Linked DNA regions of Sus scrofa: region 1 is linked to region 2. A link is a contact called in public Hi-C data. All regions are on one chromosome and are shown on one strand. The core of a region is the stretch at or near the end of the contact, and the rest is flanking DNA. Distances in the headings are between cores, read along the strand shown.

Evidence for each region. Hi-C and Micro-C count contacts between places; a contact is called where the count stands out from the background.
Region 1: a Hi-C map of liver shows a contact between it and region 2, with 6 times the contacts expected there. The contact joins the promoter of ALDH3A2 here to the promoter of UBB in region 2. A contact is called at or near these places in 1 of 5 promoter capture datasets (liver) and 1 of 47 Hi-C or Micro-C datasets (liver).

What each region holds. Positions count from the first base shown.
Region 1 is chr12:59,951,372-59,957,078 of Sscrofa11.1, reverse strand. ALDH3A2 (fatty aldehyde dehydrogenase) reads left to right here and starts at 3,402. Exons shown (of 11, transcript XR_002337385.1): 1 at 3,402-3,505; 2 at 3,642-3,802; 3 at 5,473-5,704. LOC110256118 (a long non-coding RNA gene) reads right to left here and starts at 3,287. Exons shown (of 3, transcript XR_002337387.1): 1 at 3,163-3,287.
Region 2 is chr12:59,168,469-59,174,847 of Sscrofa11.1, reverse strand. UBB (ubiquitin B) reads left to right here and starts at 2,007. Exons shown (of 2, transcript NM_001105309.1): 1 at 2,007-2,086; 2 at 2,748-3,559. The coding sequence starts at 2,754. The coding sequence ends at 3,443. All of the region lies in intron 2 of LOC102164714 (a long non-coding RNA gene), which reads right to left.

The DNA of each region.
Region 1 (5,707 bases), core at 2,153-4,652, 780 kb before region 2:
TCCCGTCGTGGCGCAGTGGTTAACGAATCCGACTAGGAACCATGAGGTTGCGGGTTCGGTCCCTGCCCTTGCTCAGTGGGTTAACGATCCGGCGTTGCTGTGAGCTGTGGTGTAGGTTGCAGACGCGGCTCGGATCCTGCGTTGCTGTGGCGTAGGCCGGCGGCTACAGCTCCGATTCGACCCCTAGCCTGGGAACCTCCATATGCCGCGGGGGCGGCCCAAGAAATAGCAAAAAAGACAAAAAAGACAAAAAAAAAAAAAAATCAGAAAGGAAGCCACCACGGGTCAGGCACCCCAAATGGAGCCGACTGGCTGCTGTGGAGGTGGCTTCAGACACGTTCGTGTCACCCTGGGCACCTGAGTTTTCTCAACCATGTCAGAGTCCAGGACACCAACACCTGACTTCAGAACAGTGTCTGCCAGCAGCTGCCAACTGCAGCTTTATGGTCTCAAAGTCCCCCTTACACAATCGCACCCGTTTCAACCCCAAGCAATCCCGGGCTCAGTAGCAGGCTTGCTTCTTGCCAGCGCCAAGCCCAATTCTTGATGCAGTTTATGCCTTTGGAAAGCCTCTCGATTCGTAATCTTGGAAGAAAACAATCCAGGGGCTTCCCGAGTCTGCGTCTCGCAGGCGACTGCTCAGATAAGACCCTCTCTGGTTCCCGGATACAGACTGTTTACTGATCACTGCTGCCGACAGGGTTTACGTCAGCCCCAAACCCAGGCTGCTATGTAGCAGAGCAGCACGAGAAGCACTACCTCTGACGCCTGAAGACGACAAGCACTGCCACCTCAATTAATTACATGACGAACCTAATACTAATTATACAACACCCCCCATCAATTATACCAGCGGAGGCGGCACCCAGAAAAAAGCCATCAGTGGCATGACATCTGGAGACGAGAATATAAAAGGATCTGTCGCTGCTAGGACTGTGTCCTTGGAAAAACCCATGAGCTTGCCCAACCACGAGACCACAGGGAGCACGGAGCATCGATGCAAAACCTGGAGAAGCAAAGACAGGAATTCAGAATTGCTTCAACATAAAAAAAAACCTCACGCGCCGACTTTTAACACCTCTCAACAGACAAACAACAGCCCTTCAGAATCTGGAAGGAAAGAGAGGGCCACGCCCACAAAGGAAACAAAAGGGATGGAAACTGTGAAGGATGAACTTAACAAGAAAAGGTTACGCTTTACCAGGAAAATGACCAGAGCACACCTGAGCGGCTCGCGCCTCTCACACGTCTGCCAGAGACTTGAACCCAACAGCTGAGACGGTCCGAAAAGCACCCAGTTATTCTAAATGTCACAGGAAGCCACTGGAAAGCCCTGAGCAGGGACGTGACAAGATCAAGGGCCTTGAGAAAGGATCACAGCCAAGGGGAGGCCAGGCCGTGGCAGAGCGTGTCAGGGTCCAGCCCTGGAAAGAGAAACCGCATTCATTACTGCAGCCAGAGAGCATCTGAAGAGTAAGACGGCAAAAGCAAGAACGGGTGACATCCTAGACTCACGGCAGCTAAAACACAAGCCAGTGCCTGTGCCCCCCCCCCCCCCGGAGATGCCCTGGCTGGCATCCTGTACTCAGGACAGAGGGGCCCTGGACCGAGGAAAGGGCTGCTGGAGTCAGGAACCGACTGAGCTTCACTTCACTACAGGCCACGTGGGTGCACGTGGGGAGAGCTGCTGTCCTCTGCTGCCTTCTGACTCCTGCTCCTCCTGCCCCCTGGGGAGAGCTGTTCACACCCTCTGGGGTCTGCAGGACAGACTGCAAACGGGCCTGTGCAAGACGGAGCAGGAGAAGCAAGGAACCCAGCAGGATGCCATACAACCTGCAGGTGAAAAGGATGATGGCTTCCACTAGGGCACAAGGGCTTCGATGCCATACGTTTTCAAAGCTAGGGCCACAGAGAAGCATCCAGCATGATTCCAAGGAGGGCGGCCTTAGTAAACGGGATAAAGCCTGGCACCGTTTACCGAGCCTAGCAACACTGGGGGAGGTGTGCGAATATGTTTGGTGGATACGGATACACCCCACGTTCAAAGATGCCCATGACAACTTTCAGGATGAGTGGCACGTGGCTGAGCACAGCTGCTGGAGCTCCAAGGGTGGGACTGGGGAGCTCCCTTCCTGGCACAGCGGAAACGAATCCGACTAGGAACCATGAGGTTGCAGGTTTGATCCCGTGGGTTAAGGATCCTGCGTTGTTGTGGCTGTGATGCAGGCCCACAGCTGTAGCTCCGATTCGAGCCCTGGCCGGGGTTGTTCCATATCCTGCAGGTGTGGCCCTAAAAAGCAAAAAAAAGGGGGGAGGGCGGGGGCGGGAGTGGAGATGGGTTGTGAAACCCTCTCTGACTGCCACCCATGGGAATAGATAAGGTTCTGACTGTGGAAAGAGAAGAGGCCCAAGGACTGGACCGCAGGGCACTGAACACTTAACGTCTGTGAGAGGAGGAAGGTCGAGCACAGAAAAACCCAGGGAGAGAAATGGAAACGCGAAGCGCACAGGTGTTGGCGCTCCAGCCGGTGTCTCCAGCGAATGGAAATGACCAGCTGGGCGACTGCGCTGAGAAGAGGAACCAAAGAACAGCGGATAGTAAGGCCAGAAGAGTTTTTTCCTGGCCAAACCCAGGACTACACCCAGGGGCCCCGTCTCCCCCACGGAGGGAAGCGCTCTGGAGAAGCACGGTTTCCAGCAGTTTTATCTCTTCCGGACAAAGAATATGCCCCAACCACGACGGGATACATTCCTTGAAGGTTTCAAGAGAAGCACAGGAGCGAGCACGCAGCGAGTCAGCAAGACGCCGGCGTCTGGGAAGGGAGCCCCAGCTCTGAAGGAGCACCAGCCCTGGCGTCCCAGGCAGGGGCCCTCCTACCCGTCTGGACACCGCATTCGTTCCCGGAGAGAGTAAAGCAGATGCACAGGGCACGACAAACAGACCACGGGCAGACGAAGTGCACGGCAGCCCCGGTACAGGCCAGAAAGGGTCCTCCAACCCGCACAGGTGAAGCGCAGAGAGCGACCGGAGCTGCGCGGATGTGGCAGGGGGGCAGCACGACAGGGTCCGAGAAGCAGCCCCTTCCTGGAGGAGCTGCGCCCACGGAAGGGGCCTGCGGGACCCTTTAAGGAGGGCTCCGGGCGGCTGGGGCGAGCACTCACCTGGGCGGGATCCTGCAGACGTCCGCAGCGGGGTCCAGGCGGCTCCGGCGGAGGAGGGGCTGTCGGGCGGCCCAAGGGCAGCCCCGCAGGCTTCGAAGCCGGTGGGCCCCGCGCCTGCCCATGCCCCTCGCCCCCGGGGCCACGCTACCCCGCAGCCCGCATCCCAACCCCACCCGCCGCCCCCGCCGTCCGAGTCCTGGGGGCGGAGCTGCGCGCGGCGTCCGGCCTGCGGCGGTCACGTGGGCCGCGCCAGCCAATAGGCGCACGCCTCGGTGTCGAACCCGGCCTGCGGGGCGCGGGTCGAGCAGTTGGTGGCGGCGGAGCGAGCGCGCTCGGGACCGAGGTGCGGCCGGGGTGGCAGGGGCCGGGATGGCGGGGGTCCGGAAGGCAGGGTGGGAAGCCGGGAGATGGGGGAGGCGCCGCCGGCCTCCCGGTGTCCGGGCGGCCCGCCACGGCGCCCGATCGCCCTGTCCCTGCAGGACCGGCCATGGAGCGCGAAGTCCAGCGATTGCGCGCCGCGTTCCAGACGGGCCGATCGCGCCCTCTGGCCTTCCGGCTGCAGCAGCTCCAGGCCCTGCGCAGGATGGTGCAGGAGCGCGAGGAGGACCTGCTGGCGGCCATCGCCGCGGATCTGAGCAAGGTGCGCCCCGCCGGGCCGTGGCTTCCCGCGGCCCCCCTTCTGCGCTGCCCTACACGTTCCTGCCCTTTCCCCTCCGTGTTTGCGGTCGTTCCCCCCGAACATCCTGTGTCAGCTTCGTTTCTTTCAGACCTCTGATTCCGAGGCTTTTCTTGTCTTTTAACTTTGTGGTTTTTATGTAGACACGGGGTTTTTGCTTGTCGTACTCAGATTTTTCCTCCATGACTTAGTGTTTCAGACCCTCGCCCCCCCGGCGAGTCACCTGGGGACCTTGTTAAAATGCAAATGACGCTTCGGTTGGTCTGGGAGGCGGGTCAGAGTTTCTAACAAGGTCCCAGATGAGACGGTGCTGCCTGTTTGGGAACCATGCTTTGAGCAACACGGCTTTGGGTGGCCTTTGGGATACACACACTTTCCCTGTGTTTCATAATAATCTCGTTAGCATTTTGTTTTTACTTTTTATTTTCATTCTAGGGGTAACAGGGCCTTGCTCTGGCTTTGTGAGCTCCGTTCTCACGCTGTTCTTTGTGAGAAACGGTTCTCACTTACTCCCAAAGATTACCTGGTAGGTGGTAACATCAGTTGTGACAACAGCGACTATAAAATTTCCTTTAGAGTACTTTTGGGGCAGAGGGCCTGGGACGCCTGTTAATCAAGGTGGATTAAGTACGATTCCAAAGTCTGAATCGTTCACTTTAAAAGCATTTGTGAGTGTGTGTGTGTGTAAATATGCAGGATTGCTAAAGAAGTATAAAGGGGAGTTCCCGTTGTGGCTCAGTGGAAAAGAATCCGACTAGGGACCATGAGGTTTCGGGTTTCATCCCTGGCCTCCCTCAGTGGGTTAGGCATCCGGCGTTGCCTTGACCTGTGGTGCAGCTTGCAAATGCAGCTCCGATCTGGCATGGCTGTGGCTGTGACACAGGCCGGCAGCTACAGCTCCGACTGGACCTGTAGCCTGGGAACCCCCATATGCTGCGGGTGCGGCCCTAAAAAAAAAAAAAAAAAAGAATATACTAAACTCTTTGCTCTTCAGGGTTTTAAATTCGGTTGGGAAACAAAATGTACACAAATATGCAGTCGTAAAGCCAGTGAAATATTAAGAAACAGTTCAGCGTGGCGTCGCTGTCATTTATAAAGTGTGATCAAGGCACACTCTTAATTAGGGACGTCTTCTCCAGAGTGGTTTTTTTTGTTTTTGTTTTTTTTTTTTGTCTTTTTGCCTTTTCTAGGGCCGCTCCTGTGGCCTACGGAGGTTCCCAGGCTAGGGGTCGAATCAGACCTGTAGCTGCCGGCCTACACCACAGCCACATCTGCGACCTACACCACAGCTCCTGGCAACACCGGATCCTTAACCCGCTGAGCAAGGCCAGGGACCAAACCCGCAACCTCATGGTTCCTAGTCGGATTCGTTAACCACTGCGCCACGATGGGAACTCCGAGAGTGTTAATGTTTAAATCTGACTTCCAATGGTCTGGATCAGTAAAGAAGGATTTAGAGGGATTGAAGATATTAGAAAGGGAGTTGGCAAGTCCTCCTCGCGGGCTGGGAGGGGCAGAAGGCTCTGCGTGGCTGGCAGCTAGTCCGACCTTCCAGCTGCCTCTGTGGGCGTGCCCAGCCCCGAGCTTCTGACACTGCGGGCTCAGGAGGGTTAATTGTGATCCTCTCCTAACAGAGCAAACTCAATGCCTACAGTCAAGAAGTCCTTACGATTCTTGGGGAAATTGATCTGGCGCTGGAGAAGCTTCCCGAATGGGCTGCAGCTCGGCCAGCGGAGAAGAACCTGCTAACCATGCTTGACGAGGCGTATGTCCAGCCAGAGCCCCTGGGTGTCATGCTGATCATTGGCGCGTGGAACTACCCCTTGGTTCTCTCCATCCAGCCTCTGATAGGAGCCATCGCTGCAGGTC
Region 2 (6,379 bases), core at 758-3,257:
GCCTACACCACAGCTCAAGGCAACGGAGGATCCTTAATTCACCAAGTGAGGCCAGGGATCCAACCCACATCCTCATAGATGCTAGTCAGATTCCTTTCCCCTGAGCCACGATGGGAACGCCTTTTTTCTTTTTTCTTTTTTTTTTTACAACAAACATTTTAACTACCTCCCAATCCAAATTATCTTAAAGCAACTGTTTATTTCTATCTCCTATCATTCAAGTTGTAATAAATTTAACTTAAGAGCTGTCTAGGCAGAAACTAACATACCTGCCATACAGTACATCCGATGTCACAGTCTCTAAAGGACACGCTTAGAAATTTGAACTCTCTCAATCCTTGTCATTGTCTGAGCAACGGTGAGCCTTCCGAGCCCAACCTCCCCACTGTCGGCGAGCTGCTGTGTTAGGAGGAACTTATTAAATCTGTTAACAGTGACCACAGCAGCAACGTGAACAGAGACGCTGATTGGAACTGGGGGGCATAGTTTCTCTTTGTGATTGCCAAGAGCCAGCAGCTCCCAAAAAAATAAACATTCCCAGGCAGCACTCTTCAGTATTTGTCCTGACATCGGAGACTGGGTAGAGTCATTAAAAAAGAATGCTGTCCTTTCCTGACTAACGACCTTCTGCAGTGGTGTCTAGCTAGTTCGTACTACTGAGCACATCTTCAGACCACCTCTTAGGAAGGCGGATGTCACGTGACAAACAGCCATGGGCATGTTTATTTACACCCCACCTGCATGACTCAGACGCGGGGCTGCAGGGCTCACGGTCCAAACACGCCTGCCTTACTCACCTTCCTTGCCGACCGGCGGCCACACCCGGGGCGCAGGGAAACACGCCCCTTTAACGTCGCTTGCACAACCAACACAGTAACGGAACGCTAAAGAGACTGGTTATTTCTTGTACCCGAATGCTGCCTCTTCAAGTGGGTTTTCAGGCCCCTAATCCACATATTTCTCTCCCTACCAGGCTGAACAGCAGCGAGGGAGGGGATGTGCGGGTTTGGCCGGAGCCACAGGGTCACCTGGCGCGGGGAGCGGGCCAGGGCCCGCGAGTTGGGGGGATGGGAGAACCGGGGACTCCGCGGTGGGGGAAGGGAGACCCTCCGCGGAAGGGACGTGGGGGAGGGGAGGCCCTCCGCGGAAGGGACGTGGGGGAGGGGAGACCCTCCGCGGAAGGGACGTGGGGAGGGGGGTCCTCCGCGGTGCGGGCAGACCCCGGGCCCGGCAGCGTGTCCCATCAACGATGTCTAGATTTCGTCGTCCCAGACAAGGCCGGAGCATCCTAACAGTAAAGCGTGACTAAAGCGCAACAACGCTGCTCTACAGACAACTAAAAACCAGCCTGTGTGATGCGGAGGCTTGTGTTTTAGGGCAGACATCACCGCCCAGGTCGTGGACCTCTCTTGACCGGGCCGGGTGGCTTTCTCGATAAGTCGCCGCAGAGCCGGCGGTCTCCTCGCCGAAAACAATATTGGAGGGGTCCGGGCCTCCGTGGCGGGAGCAAAGCACCCCTCCTCCCCCTCCCGCCGGAAGTACGCGTCTCCGGCGAAGGCGCGCCTCTGCCGCGCACGCGCACTCAGTTACTTAGCAACGTCGGCGCTGAACCACCCCGGAGGGAGCCCAGCAACAGCCGAGCCACCAATCAGCGCCGGCCTCGCCTCCCACGCCTCACCAATCAGCACCGGCGCAGCAAGGAAGTTTCCAGAGCTTTCGAGGAAGATCCCCTTAACTCGAATTCATCCGCCTGATCATTTCCCTACCTTTTCCTAAAGGAGGAGCAGAACAACCTGGAAGAGAGGAGAGCTGAATTTTTTAGGATCCTTTCTTCCGGTTTGAGGAATTCAGGGCTCCGCTGAGGGGCCTCGCTGCGTCGCGGAGGTGAGGCCGAGGGAACTACTTTCAGCAGCGCACGGATACGGCGCCTACGCAAGCGTGATGAGTGACGCAACAGACGTTGCATAAATTTCGGCCCCGCCGAGCCGCAGCGTTCAGAAGCGACTGGCATTGTTGGCGGTTTCGCTGTTGCGGTCGAGGTGATTCGGTGTGATTGGCTTCACAGCGTCTGTGCCTTCACTCACAGGTACTGAGCCTTCGCCCGTGAGCGTGGGGAGCAGTGGAGAGGGGTTCCCGGGGCGGGCGACCCGGCGGGTCTCAGGCGGGGCGGGGTGGGGGAGGGGAGGCGCGCTGACGCGGCGCCGGCCTTTGCGGAAGAGCGGGCCTTGTTTACGTGTGGGGCGCGGGGGCGCTTGGCGCGGGCGCCCGCAGAGGTCAACGGACACTTAAGCGAGGGAGATTCCATCGTGTCTGCCCCAGGGGGGAAGGTGGGAAAGAGGTAGTATAGCCGGGCTTCTGGAAACCTTGTTCCGAATCCTGACGTGGAGAGGGTGTCGCACCCACCTCCCAACGGGAATTTCAATGCTACCGTCATTAGGTTAGGGGGACGTTGGGGGCTGGCGGCGGCGAACCTAACGAAGTATCTGGAGCAGTTGAGAAAGATTTGGATCCTGGTCTGGGCAAGCAGTTGCGATTATTCTCCACCCTGCTTTGATTGACATCTTGACTAAGGAATCGTGTGTTCGGTGGCTTCATTCTCGCGTAGTCTAGTCAAAATCGGGGGAGGTTTGTGAGGGACCTTAATCTCTTCAAGGCATTTTGGAGTAATAGGTCGTTCCAAAGAACTGGTTAGATACGAATAGTGAAACATCGTGAGGTGATACAGTACGTTTTCTTGAACTCTATAGGTCAAAATGCAGATCTTCGTGAAGACCCTGACCGGCAAGACCATCACCCTGGAGGTGGAGCCCAGTGACACCATCGAGAATGTGAAGGCCAAGATCCAGGATAAGGAGGGCATTCCCCCCGACCAGCAGAGGCTCATCTTTGCAGGCAAGCAGCTGGAGGATGGCCGCACTCTTTCTGATTACAACATCCAGAAAGAGTCCACCCTCCATCTGGTTCTGCGTCTGAGGGGTGGTATGCAGATCTTCGTGAAGACCTTGACCGGCAAGACCATCACCCTGGAGGTGGAGCCCAGTGACACCATCGAGAATGTGAAGGCCAAGATCCAGGATAAGGAAGGCATTCCCCCCGACCAGCAGAGGCTCATCTTTGCAGGCAAGCAGCTGGAAGATGGCCGCACTCTTTCTGATTACAACATCCAGAAAGAGTCCACTCTCCATCTGGTTCTGCGTCTGAGGGGTGGTATGCAGATCTTCGTGAAGACCTTGACCGGCAAGACCATCACCCTGGAGGTGGAGCCCAGTGACACCATCGAGAATGTGAAGGCCAAGATCCAGGATAAGGAAGGCATTCCCCCTGACCAGCAGAGGCTCATCTTTGCAGGCAAGCAGCTGGAAGATGGCCGCACTCTTTCTGATTACAACATCCAGAAAGAGTCCACTCTCCATCTGGTCCTCCGTCTGAGGGGTGGCTGCTAATTCTCCAGTCTTGCATTCATAATGCCCACTGATGGCATTACTCTGCACTCTAGCCATTTGCCCCAATTTAAGTTTAGAAATTACCAGTTTCAGTAATAGCTGAACCTGTCCAAAATGTTAATAAAGGTTTTGTTGCATGGTAGTGTATTTGTTGTCTGTTCGGAAATTATGTAGTGGTAGAGGCTCCTAACAACTTTGAGATTGTCCATGTGACCATAATTAAGTCATTTGACTTTGGTTAAACACTGCGTACGAACTGTGTCCTTTGTCCAGGGTTTTTTACAAGTCAGGTAAGATTCTACTGTAATTAAAGCTATTTCCAAGTGTGAGCCATTTAAAATTTTTGGAGTATGAAGGCATATTGAGGGAAAGCATACTTGCCTGTTTCTCAAATAGTAACCTAATTAAGACTTCTAGAGTATTTTTGGTTAAGGCTTCTCAATTGTTTTCAAGTCTTAAGATGATTATTTGGCTGTTAGCTTTTTGTTTCCTCTTTAGGGCATTACAGTTAAGTGTTGAATGGTAGGAAATGAAATAGAACCTTGCTTATATGAACTGATAGGAGAATCAAGTGGAGCCCTAGTTAACAGGCTAGGAAGGGTATCCTATCTGAGGCAGTTTGCTGATTTTGGTGTTAGCCAATTAAGATGGCTCCTAATAACAGGTTTACCTCATTGTAAGAAAAATCTAAGTCCTACACGAGCTTTTTTTGTTTTCCCATGCCACTAAGTGCTAGACACTGTATTTCCAATATGAATAAAACTAAGGGAGTAAGAACCTCTGGGCACAAGGTACTCTACAAGGCTTTATTCTCAACCTTTTTCTCCTTCAGTCACTTCTCTGTAATGGAAATCAGTGGTGGTTCTCAACTTGAGACAAAACTGGGAGAGAGGAGAGGCTTGCAAAGCAGAGGAGGAAGTTGGAAGCCCACCTGGTTTTCTCAACTTTATGCTAGGGAAGTAGCTATTCTGGTACTAGAGCTGTTGTAACCACAAGTGCAACATTAGTGGTAAGAATCACCCAGAGGTGTAGAAAGGCATGCCCCACATCTGGAAACAACTTCTGTTATTATAGGTGTACCTGAGAAAAGCTTAGTCCATAATTTTAGGAACTGTTGCCCTAGCATTAGCTTCTTAAATTTTTGTTCTAGAAATCCATTTGATTACCTGAACATAAGATGTTGGAACAATTAAGGGGTTTTCCCTGTGCAGTGGGTTTAAGGAGCTGGTGGTGTCCTTGCAGCAGCTCAACACAGTTGTGGGTTCAGTCTTTGGCCCAGGAACTTTCATATGCTGTGGGTGCAGCCAAAAAAATGTGTGTATGTAAAAATAGGAATACTTACTTTTCCTCAAGTTAGACTCTGGAGACAGGGCTTTGTTTTAGGCTTAGTGAATTAATGCTTCAACTTCTTGGAGTGGTAGAAGGAAAGGGCGAGAAAGCAGGAAAAGCTGCTTCTATCAAACTTATCAGTAACAATGGAGTTTATATCAAACTTTTGGTTAACAATGGAGTGAGTTCCCACTGTGGTGGAACTGGATCCTCAGCCTTTTGGGCGCACTGGAACTCAGGCTGGATCTCCAGCCAGGCACATTGGGTTAAGGATTAAACATTGCTGCAGCTGCAGCTTAGGTCGAAACAGCAGCTTGGATCTGATCCCTGGCCTGGGAACTCCTTATGCCTTCAATGGCCAAAAAAAAAAAAGGGAAAGGAAGATGGTAATGAGACATGAAGCTTTTCAAAAGCCTCAACTTAGTTCTCATTGTGGCTCACAGTTGAAAGAATCCTGAGAACTTCCATATGCTGCAGTTGTGGTCCCACCCCCCCCCCAAAAAAAGCCTTTCTTAGAATTAAGGGAACACAGATTTATTGTGAGATTGGAAGGTTATGTCCTGCCAGTCCCAAAAGGCTTTGTGTGTGTGTCCTTGCTTCTGTTTTTGTTTTAAGGCCTAGTTTCTGTTAGGGGCAAACCAAGGACTGGACTCCAATGACAGCTCTGACTCAGAAAATTGATGAAGTTTTACTAGGTCCCTTTCCCTTGAGGATGTCCTCAAACTAGTGCTTATAGGACAGCCTTTCTGCTACGCTTAACTAGCTGATTAGGCCTTTTGCTAGTAAAGATGGGTTTTGAGGGTTAAAAGTTCTTTCCTATGCTTTACACTTAATAAACCTAAAAAATAAAGGCAGTCCCACTGAATAGCTAAGTGAAGACTAGTGGTTTGGGCAAGAGGACTTGCACCATTGTATGTCCTTTGTGCCAAATCACTATGAGTTGGCAGGCTTTCCAGGTCTGCAGTCTTGTGAATCCCTTGAGGAAAAAAGGTTTCGGCTGTTGCTCTAATTCTCTTGGGATCTCTTACTTTCCAGAACGATCCCTGAAGTGATTTACACCCATCTCAGAGTAGTTACGGGGATTACAAGTGAAGTGCTTAGAACAAAATAACTGCCTAGTGCTTACAATGCCATTGTAATAATAAAATTGGGAATGACCTAATCGTCCATCAAAGGGGAGCAGCTAAGTCATGATAATGCAGCAGTTCAACAGAATGGCAGAGAGAGGAAGTGGCCTGGAACACTTGAAGACAGTGAGAAAAACTAGAAAAAGGTGTGTATGTGAGCAGAAGCGTGCAGGTCGGGGGGGGGGGGGGGGCTGTTTAACCCTGGTGGCTCCAGGAGAGTAAAGTGTCCTTGTGAAGGGAGACGTATTGCACCTGCTTTCTAGATATTTTCTAATTGCCGCCCCCAGGCTTCCGGGAAGTCTGAAGTCACTGACAACACAGCAGTGTTCACAACACGCAGCCCCTGTCCAAGGGCCGGCAAAGTCATGCTGTCCAGAGGCCAGATGGCACGCCCAACGGGACGGAGGAGACTTTGCAGCAATCTCTACTTCATCCTCTTTGGAAAGTACATCTCATGAGACTTAACTGAACTTCAACCTT